Regions from separate parts of the Rattus norvegicus genome. Here region 2 is linked to region 1. A link is a contact called in public Hi-C data. All regions are on one chromosome and are shown on one strand. The core of a region is the stretch at or near the end of the contact, and the rest is flanking DNA. Distances in the headings are between cores, read along the strand shown.

Region 1 (4,776 bases), core at 1,141-3,640:
TTTACAGTATGAAGGATGAAATATCTCTCATGGAGCAGGCCTCACATCCAACCAGAGAACCGTTGGTTACGGCCTTAGCTGTCATGCCTCTGTGTTCCAGTGGACACTTCTGTCAGGCCAGTGTGGCAAGGATCACAGCCGTGTGAGATTGTTGGTGACTTTTCCCCTCCAGAGGCTGGCACAGCACCTCTGGCCTAGGTAAGCTAGCCAGCAGAGTGTCCTGGTCAGCTTGGGTTGTTTCTCTATGTTCTGGATTGTAAGGGAGTGCTGTCTTCAGCAACAGGGTCTCACTGTCTAGTTCTGGAAGGCGACCAAGAGGAATGGCAGAAGCCTGTGTTGTGTTGGGTGCCTCTGGGAGCCTCCTTAACCAATAACTCTCAGGGAGGGATTGCCTGCCTGGTTCGGAGTTCGTCATTTGTAACTTACGTCTTCTGGGGGAGCATTATTTACTCATGCAGAGTCTTTCTGTACATGTATAATCACACATTATTAATATCCCAAACAGCGCCACCTACTGGGGCCAGGTGTTTAAACACATGAGATTATGGGGGGCATTTTACATCCAACCACCAGACTTGGGAACCCGAGTTCCAGACTCAGGGTTTCAATCAGGGACGACTTTGTACCTTCCACCCCAGGGAGCCGATGGAAACAGCCGAAGAAACTCTCAGAGCTCAAACAGAAACGCCTCCACATGAAAACTTCAGGTTTCTTCAGGTTTTCTTTAGAGAGTGGTTAAGCCTTTGCATATGTTTAAATTCAGATAAATTGTTCGGACAGCGCTGGAAGACAAGCAGGATGGTGGAGAATCGGGTGGCTCTAGAACTTTTTGTCCTGGAGTGGGAGATAGTGTTATTTCTCATCTTGGGGTCAGGAAATCCTGGTTTTCTATGGCTGTTCTGCTACTGCTGGCTGGGTGACCTCAGTCAAGTGACATGACATTTCTGAACTTCAGTTTCTTCATGTATAACCGAAATATTTCCCTAAGGAGCTGGTATAGACTATTCATGGGTTAAATAGTAAGAGGTCACAAAGTTCTTGGGACAAGACTTGTGCCTTTTATAAGACAACTTTGTGTTAAATGGTAGTTTATAGTAGTGGCTCCTCCTCCTGCTCCTCCCCACCCTTCCTCCTCCTCCTCCTCCTCCTCCTCCTCCTCCCACTCCTCCTCCCCCACTCCTCCTCTCATTGCTCCTCAACCCCCACATCCCTTTCTTTTGGCCATTCCCCAGTGTATTAGTTACTCCCCGCCCCCCCATGACAGAATACCTCATAGAAGCAATTTAAGAGAGGGGAGGTTTATTTTGGTGCATGACTTAGGAGCTATAGCTCTTCATGGTGGGAAAGGCAGTACACCTGTGGTGGTCGGAGCTTGTGGTGTGGCTTGTTCCTCATTCAGGGAAGTAGAAGGAGAATTAGGAACAGAGAGTAAGTTCCAAGCAGGACCTGCCTACAAACCGAAGGGTTTGCCCCTACAGACTCCCATGTCCTGAGCTCCATGGCCAACCTCCCAAACAGCGCCACCTACTGGGACAAAGTGTTTAAACACATGAGACTATGGGGGACATTTTACATCCAAACCACCAGCCTTGGGAACCTGAGTTCCAGACCCAGGGTTTCCAATCAGGGATGATTTTGCATCTCCCACCCCAGGGAGCCAACGGGAACACCTGCAGATATTTCAATAGTTGTTTCAGGATGGAGCTGGGGATTGGGGTTGCTACTGGCATCTCCTTGGCAAAAGAGGGGGAGTGTTAAGTGTTTGTGGCGAACAGACAGCTTCACAGTGACACAGACCACTTTGACCCTGTGGTACCAAGGTCAGTAAATCTCAGTCTCTAAATATCTGTAAGGCATCTGTTCGATGGTGAGTACCAGCTCGGGGTTCATGCACTGGGCAGGGAATGAGTAAGTACCATGGAGGCTTCCTGGTAAGTAGCCTATCTATGCTTAGTGACTATGTGGAAACACTTTCTACCTCTTGGATGGGAAGGGCCACGGGTACCGGGAGGGTAATCTTGCACTCCAAGTTTAGAGACCTTGAGCAGGAAGGTTAAAGACAAGAAAGTTGCACGGGTCCCTTGGGAGGGCCATCTTTCTCCATGTCTGTGCTTGGGTTGCCTGGGGACGACATCAGCTTCTCTGTCACGAGGTCATCATTTATAAGCAAAGGCGGCTAAAGAGAAAGGGGTGAGGCAGGGCTCGCAAGTAAAGAGCTCGCCCAGCTTCCTTCTTGGTGACATGGTCCCAGTTTATTTACATTAAAGATTAAAAAGTGCACAGTACAAGACTTCCAGGCAAAGTCTGCCTGCTGAGTAGTAAGTAGAGAACTTTTCCCTACAAGAGGACCTTGCTGTCCTCTTGGCTGCTGTGAAGTGAGTAGTCAGTAGGTGGCGCTAGTTCACCACATAAGAGGATGCCAGCCCTGGCTACAAATTATACCAGTCTTGGAGTCTCTCACTCCTGAAGAGGAAAATAGAGTAACAGGAGCGATTTAGTTCTTAAAATAAGTCAGCAGCCCAGTGAAGCAAACGCCATGACGACGGCAGGTACATTTTCTTGCCTGAACTGGTGGAGAAGGACATTTGCCGCCAGAGGCTCTGGCTGCAGATTCCAAATGATCAAAACACACAATTAGACGAAGTCTCGCAGCAGGCCTGGCCTTGCAGGTGAATTTGAGCCATCTGGTGCCCAGTCATATGAGATCCGGCATGGACAGTGTGTTGTGGTGACAGTCCAGAGGGAAGGGCCCTGTCACTCGGGCTCCTGTTTGCGCTGCCAGTCCCCAGCTTGGGACAGTTTTGTCGACTTGAAGCTTTAACGTGACCAGGCTGTCTCTGGAGAGTGGTCTCTGCTTCCGTGCTGGGGACTGAGCAAAAGGCTCAAGAAAAAAGGGGCCAAATAGCAGTTTGAAATGTTGTGGAAAAGTCCCCCCAGTGTTAAGTGCTACGTTCCTGGAAAGTGGAGCAGAGCAGAATCTGGTATTTTGAGAGAGTCAAATACCGGATTGTTTGGCAGAAAGAAAAGGCAGGAGAAAGATGGTAGGCTAAGCCGGTTGTGGTGGCGCACACCGGTAGGATTTGCTGAAGGAGGCAGAGGCAGGAGGATCATGAGTTCGAGGCCAGCCTGGGCTACACATTTAAAAAAAAAAAGATGGCAGGCTAAATACACAGCGGGGTGGTAGGAGTATATTAATTATACATAATAATAATATAATTTGTTAATTATACATAACGGGTTTTCACTGTCTCTCCATACATACATCTTAAGCATCTTGCTATATTCACCTTCTCTTGTTCCCATCCCTCTCCTCCTGGTCCCCTCCCTCTTCCCAACACCCTGCCCCCCAATTCAACTTTCACGTCTTTTTTGTTGCCATTGGCCCAGAGAGTTTCATTAGGAAGCTTAAAGGCGTGTGGATGAAAGGTAGTTTACTGGGGCACAGGCGACTCAGAGATGGTTACACCACTGAAGAACGTGTTTCCCCTCCCCCAGTAACCATTAGCGGCTCATAACTCCTCAGAGAGGAGTGGGGTCTCTAGAGCCCCCTTCCCCCCTAAGATGCTGACGCCCTTGTCCCATGTAGGTCATCACAACGGCTGTGAGCTCAGGCATGTGATTACCATGTTGTGCCTAGAAGACAGTGCTCCCAAGCAAAGAGATTTGGTTTCTTAAGTATGTGGGTGACCTTTGGGTGTTTGCCACACTCTGTTCCCAGGAGCGTCTGGAGAGCCACGGGTCCCAGGCCAGTGAAAGCAGTAAGTCAGTATGACAAATGATAAACAGAATTTATAGACCCGAATAAAGGAATCGGCAAATTTAAATCCCACAACAGCATACACAGCATCTGAGATGACAACTGTGGCTTCGTGAGTGATCACAATGGAGGCCTTTACACTTGTGTGTGATGCTTGTGGATCTCAGCTACGTCCAGCAGTGAGGCTTCCAGATGGAGAGACTGGCAATCTGGTGGTGGGATGCTGTGTCCCAGGTCACCTCACATTAGCAGTGGACCCTCAAGACCTCTGGTCTAGGAAACAGAGTTTGTTCTTTATGCCTTGGGTGGCAAGAAGTGCCCTGGTGGCTCACTTTTGTGTAGCTATAAAGTAATAAGTGAAATCTATGTGGGAGTTTGAGTCCCTCCTCCTGGGACGCATTTTCCCATTCTCATTCTTCTCTCATCTGAGGAACACCGACTTCACACCATGTTCCCTTCAGGGCACTGCGGAAGACCTGCGCAGAGACAAATGTGGGGTCTCTGCCTTCAGGAAGACAAGGAAACAGACCTTCTACCCTGCTGATCCTCTCACACATAGTCTGAGAAATGGGTACTTCCAAAGTTAACTTGTTAGTGTAGAAGACCTTAAATGGACTGCCTGAGGTTGCCTAAGCACAGATCTAGGTCTGAAAAGTAATAGTCTTTAGCCAGGACAGTTGGCCTTTGGAAGGCAAAGGCTGCGTCTGGACTGAGTGATGCCTCCAGACTGAGGTATCAGAGAAGCAGAGGGTGGGGGTGAGGCAGGGGCAACAGCGTTGGAATTTTTAGAGGGCAAGGGAGATTTGACCTCAGTGCTTTGAGCTGCAGGGAGGACTCAGCAGGGCCGCAGGAATACGCTGGCTGCAGTCGAGTGCTGGTTTGATGATGTAGGACCACCTGCCCATCCTGAATTAGAATTGAGAGAGAAGGTTTTCAAGGCTGTGGCTAGTCCTGGGACCTCTTTTTCTCTCAGTCATATTTACAGTGAAGAATTTTTGTTTGTTTTACAAAAATAATTC
Region 2 (4,776 bases), core at 800-3,299, 340 kb after region 1:
TTCAGCCTCAGCAACTCATTCCTGCCGCATAGATCAAGCTACAGATGACAGAATGCGTCTCTTGAGATGACCATAAAAGGCGTATTGGCCTCCTTGTTCCCCTGCCCTCTCAGATCGCTCATTCCAGGAGACACCAGCAGCCATGTTTTGAGGACACTTGGGAAGCGGCATTGAAGGTTCACATGATGATGGAGAAAGGTGAAACCCAGGCCTCTGGCCAACAGGTATGCAAGTGAGCCATCTTGGAGACAACTTCTCTCATCCTAGTAAGTCTTCAGAGAACTGTAACCTAGGCAGTGTGCAGACAGCAACTTCCTGGGAAACTTAAGCAAGATAACCCAGCTCTTAAATACCTGATGTAGAAACCGAGGGGTCCTTAATTAAGCTATTAAATTTAGAAGGTAATTAGTCATTAGACCACAGATAACAAATGCAGGTGTTGTGTAGCCCTTTGGGGCTTTTCCATGCCTGCCCTAGTTCCCAAATGGTGACACTGAGATGATATTTATTAATACAATCCATTGGCTTTAGCTAGGCATTGTTTCCCACTAGCTTGTAACTCAATCATCCTATGTATTCTAACCTAAGGTCTGCCACATGGTTGGTTACTTCTCAATTTCATGTGTCTCAATGGCAAATCTTCCTTCCCTCTGCTGACTCTATTCCAGAGTACCATCTCTCCCAGAAGTCCTTCCGATTCTCCCCAGCTTGGTTGTTGGTCATTCAGCTCTTTTGACAGGTGATTCTTTTAAACAGTGCATAAGAGATAATGCCTACAGTACTGTATCTGCCATTGTCACAGAAGCAACTATCGAGGGTTGATATTGCTACAGATTTTGAGAAACAGGGTGTATAAAATGCAAATATGTGATAGCTGCATGCCATTTCTGAATTGGTGTGTGTGTTCATGTGTGTGTGTGTGTGTGTGTGTGAGAGAGAGAGAGAGAGAGAGAGAGAGAGAGAGAGAGAGAGAGAGAGAGAGAGAGAGATATGGGGGAGAGAGGGGTAGGGAGGAAGGGGGAGAGAGAGAGAGAGAGATCGATTGATCCAGGGATAAACTCTGGTCATCAGGTCTATGTGCAAGCACCATTTCTCTGACCCTGCAAGTCTGTTCTAAACAAAGCCAGAGTGTCATGGAACTTGAATAATCAAAAATAAAAGTTTCAGTAGAAAGTGCCTAAGCTCTCAGTGGTCACGAGGCACACGTAACTAGTAGTCATGCATTTAGGTCAGTGGCTTTTGTGCTGTCAATTATTTCCCAGTCTGCGTTCCCCAGACTTGGATGTAGGCTGAGAAGAAAGGCGTTTGGAGGGTCACGTGTGGAGGACTCACTCATGAGGAATGACTGTGACCACTCTTTGTACATAGGATGTAGTCAGTACTTTTGGGCGGTGTTCCCTTGTGAGATGCCAGTTAGGCAATACAGAGTTCCCATTTGTTCCTTCTGTGTATTACCAGGCCCCGGAGGTGGTGGTGGGGACAGAAGCGAGTAAGGTTGGGGAGGGAGAGGTGTGTGGCAGGGGAAGGGGAGTGTAGTGGGTGGTGGTGTTTAAGTTCATGGCTCAGTTCAACTTACAGTAAGTCATGAAGAGCAAGCCTAAAAAGCCTGTTGTGAGGATGAAGGCCCCTGCTGAGCTCACAAGGAACCCCTCACAGCATAAATTGTCCCTGCAGAGTTCAAGAAGAGTAGGAAGGGCAGCTCTTGTGGAAGGTCCACATGGGCGTGTGCACACCTCATCAGTAGAAGGGGCTCTAGGGCCTCTAAATGCCTTCTTCAGTGGGAGGCTGGTGCTCTAGCACGACCCCCAACCCTCATCTCCTCCCCTTAGACTTCTGTGTGGTAGAGCTGCGTGCTTTTCTTGTCATTTCTCCTTTCAGTTTCTTCCAGGGACACAACCAGGAACAGTTTCCACTACGCAAAACCACCATGGACATACAATCCCTGTAGAGACAACCTTCATAAACATATAATCCCTGTAGAGACAACCCCCATGGACATACAATCTCTATGGAGAAACGGCTCTGGTTTTTGTTGTTTTTAACGCATTCCATTTGACTCATAAGCTGCTTGAGCTGGAGAGGGATATTAAGGAATTTTTTGGTCTCGTGGTCTATAAACTGAATTCCATTGAGCTCTGAAGGGCATCCAAAGTGCTCGGGGCCACTCCATTTTTGCCTCTCCTTTATATGCAGTCACCCTACAGTGTCAGCAAGGGGATACCAAAACCCCCATATGCCCAAGTTGCTTGCAGAAAACACGGTAGTATTGGCATATATTGCAGATAGAACTTTCTTAAAGACATGGGCATTTTTATTCAAAGAAGAAAAACATTAAAATAATTTTTGAATTATTAAACATGTAGCCCTTTCCTTAACACAAAAGAAAATAAGAACACACACAGCCCATTGTTTTCTACGTTGGATCTAGACAATGTAAAAGTCACATGGCTTCTTTGAGTGGAAGTAAAATAACTCGGGTCACCTGCCTCAGAAGCTCCTCTCCATCATAACACCTGCGGCTGAGGAAAGGTTTTTCCCAGCTTGCCTCCAAGGGCTACCCCATCCCCTGCGATGGCTGGGGAAGGTGCCACATTTCTTACCACCACCCGCCCAGTCCTGTCTTGATGCTACTCAGAATTCTGTAGCTCTGAGAACCCACCTGTGGGGGAAACTTCAAAATAAAAGTGTCCCCAAAGTCTGAGAGGAGTAAATGCAATTATAAAGCAAACAGTTATTGAAATTAGTCCTATTGTCTCCACACAAACAAATGGATGCAACCTTTGGCTATGGATTGGGTCAGCAATGTTGTAATGTGACAGGATGGGGGTGGGAGGCAGGGGCTCTTTCTGAGCTGCCCCAGAGCTCCAAATTCTAAGCTTTCTTCTTCACATGAGCATCTGTTAATGGTTTGTAGATGACTGAAAACATTCTGTGTATCCAGATCCTCAAAAAATGTCACAGTAGAAGCATTTTCCTTCCTAAAAAAATTATTATTAATATTCTTTTTTATGGGTGTGTGTGTCTGTTGTGTGGGAGTGTGCGCATGTGAGTGCTGGTGAGAGTAGAGGCCAGAAGGGGACACTGAGTCTCCTGGAGCTGGAGTTACAGGCAGTTATGAACTGCTTGACATGGGTCCTTAGAACTGAACTCAGGTCCTCTCCAGGAGCAGTAAGTTCCCTTGACCTCTTAGCCACCTCTCCAGCCTCAGCAGCACACATCCAGTGATATAGCAACTACACCTTACAGAGTCTCGTTGGATTGTCTCAGTGACTCTTGAGGTAGACATGAAGAGCACCATTTCACTCATGAGGACACTGGTATGAGTCTTCTGAGATCACAGCATCAAAGAGCTCAACAGCCTTAACTCCAAGCTGGACTTCTCTCCAGTTTGATAAGGGCCAAGGAAACTGCAGGCAACAGTTGATTTCAGTCTTCTTTGTCTGAAAGACTATCATGGAACTCTTGAAATAGTTTTAACAGTAACACTGAGAGAATTGGAGTGTGGTTCGGTTGAGTACTTGGCTGGGTACACTGTTCTTATTACCTAGATCTAATTGATCAGTAATTTGTACTGGGCCTGCTAGAATCATGTATATTTTATGAGGAAAGCTAATTAAATTGCTTCTTTTAAAAAGTGGCACAGCATTCATCAAGGATTTGATTAGTAAGTACACTAAATAAATCAGTACAGATGGTTTATTTAAAATGTGAAAATAACAGCTCTCAGAAAATATCGTTCAGCTAATAAAATGTTTATGGTGGCTACTTTTTGCTGAAAGGAGTTTCTACATGAACAGTTCCCAGCATGCTTTAGTTATATGGAACTATTTCACGCAGAGAACTGTTGAATTTTCTCAACAACTCTTCAGGTAGATGTTAACAGCACCATTTTATTCATGAAGGAACAGGTGTGAGTCTTCTGAGCTCACCATAAAAGAGCACAAGAGGCTGTGTAGACTCCACACTGAACTTCCCTTCCTCTGTTATTGCTTCCCGTTTCCTATTGGGCATCAGAGTAGCAATCATTAAACTCATCACCTCATGTCCAAGTGCCTCTGTGATTGCTTCCCGTTTCCTATTGGGCATCAGAGTAGCAATCATTAAACTCACACCCCTCTAGGAACATGCACTTTTTCCAAGTGAAGGACAAAGGGGGATTTGGGGTTGGACATTTCTATGTGCAACACTTCCAGTGCCAGATGACAACTATTGGTCAAGTTTTTGCTAGTCTTTGGGAGTGAAGGCAGTAAAGACCTGACCTACAAAGAAATAGTCAGTAGAAAAATAAGCTCTTGGTTTCTCTTAGGAAAAATTACTGATTTTTAATTTTTTTCTTTTATTTCTTATGTGCCTCAATGTTTTGCCTGACTCATGTATATCTGTGCGCCATGTACATGCCTGGCCAGAAGAGGGCATCAGATCCCTTGGAACTAGCATTCTAGACAGTTGTGAGTTGCTGGTGGGTGCTGGAAACCAAACCTAGGTCCTCTGCAAGAATATCCAGTGCTCTAAACCACCAATCCATCTGCTCAGCTTCTCCATTTCATTTATGCAAGGTTGAGCAAAGACACAGACAGCAGTGGGAAGCCAACAAAGAAGAGAAAAATCTCAAGAGTCCACTGTCCGAGGAGGGCCTTGGGAAAAGGCATGTGCAAGAAAATAAGATAAGATGGTATTTTATATGCATTCTCAATAAACATGAGAAACTTGCAAAACAGGCATGGAGAGAGAAGTTGGCAGCAACTCTTAGCAGAGAGGCAACAGGATAAGACAGTG

Evidence for each region. A called contact is a pair of places that touch in the nucleus more often than the background predicts.
Region 2: a contact with region 1 is called in a Hi-C map of Schwann cells, with 9 times the contacts expected there. The contact joins two enhancer-like sites. A contact is called at or near these places in 2 of 12 Hi-C or Micro-C datasets (the A7r5 cell line and Schwann cells).

Annotation. Positions count from the first base shown.
Region 1 is chr13:97,609,886-97,614,661 of GRCr8, forward strand. No RefSeq gene overlaps it. Among named protein-coding and RNA genes, the nearest start is that of Hhipl2, 26 kb to the left of the region's middle. Within about 2 kb of position 2,391, at least 8 of the 93 cell types and tissues checked have an H3K27ac peak or open chromatin away from gene starts, as enhancers often do. A contact at or near this core is called in Schwann cells, where this site is marked.
Region 2 is chr13:97,952,307-97,957,082 of GRCr8, forward strand. No RefSeq gene overlaps it. Among named protein-coding and RNA genes, the nearest start is that of Dusp10, 190 kb to the right of the region's middle. Within about 2 kb of position 2,050, at least 10 of the 93 cell types and tissues checked have an H3K27ac peak or open chromatin away from gene starts, as enhancers often do. A contact at or near this core is called in Schwann cells, where this site is marked.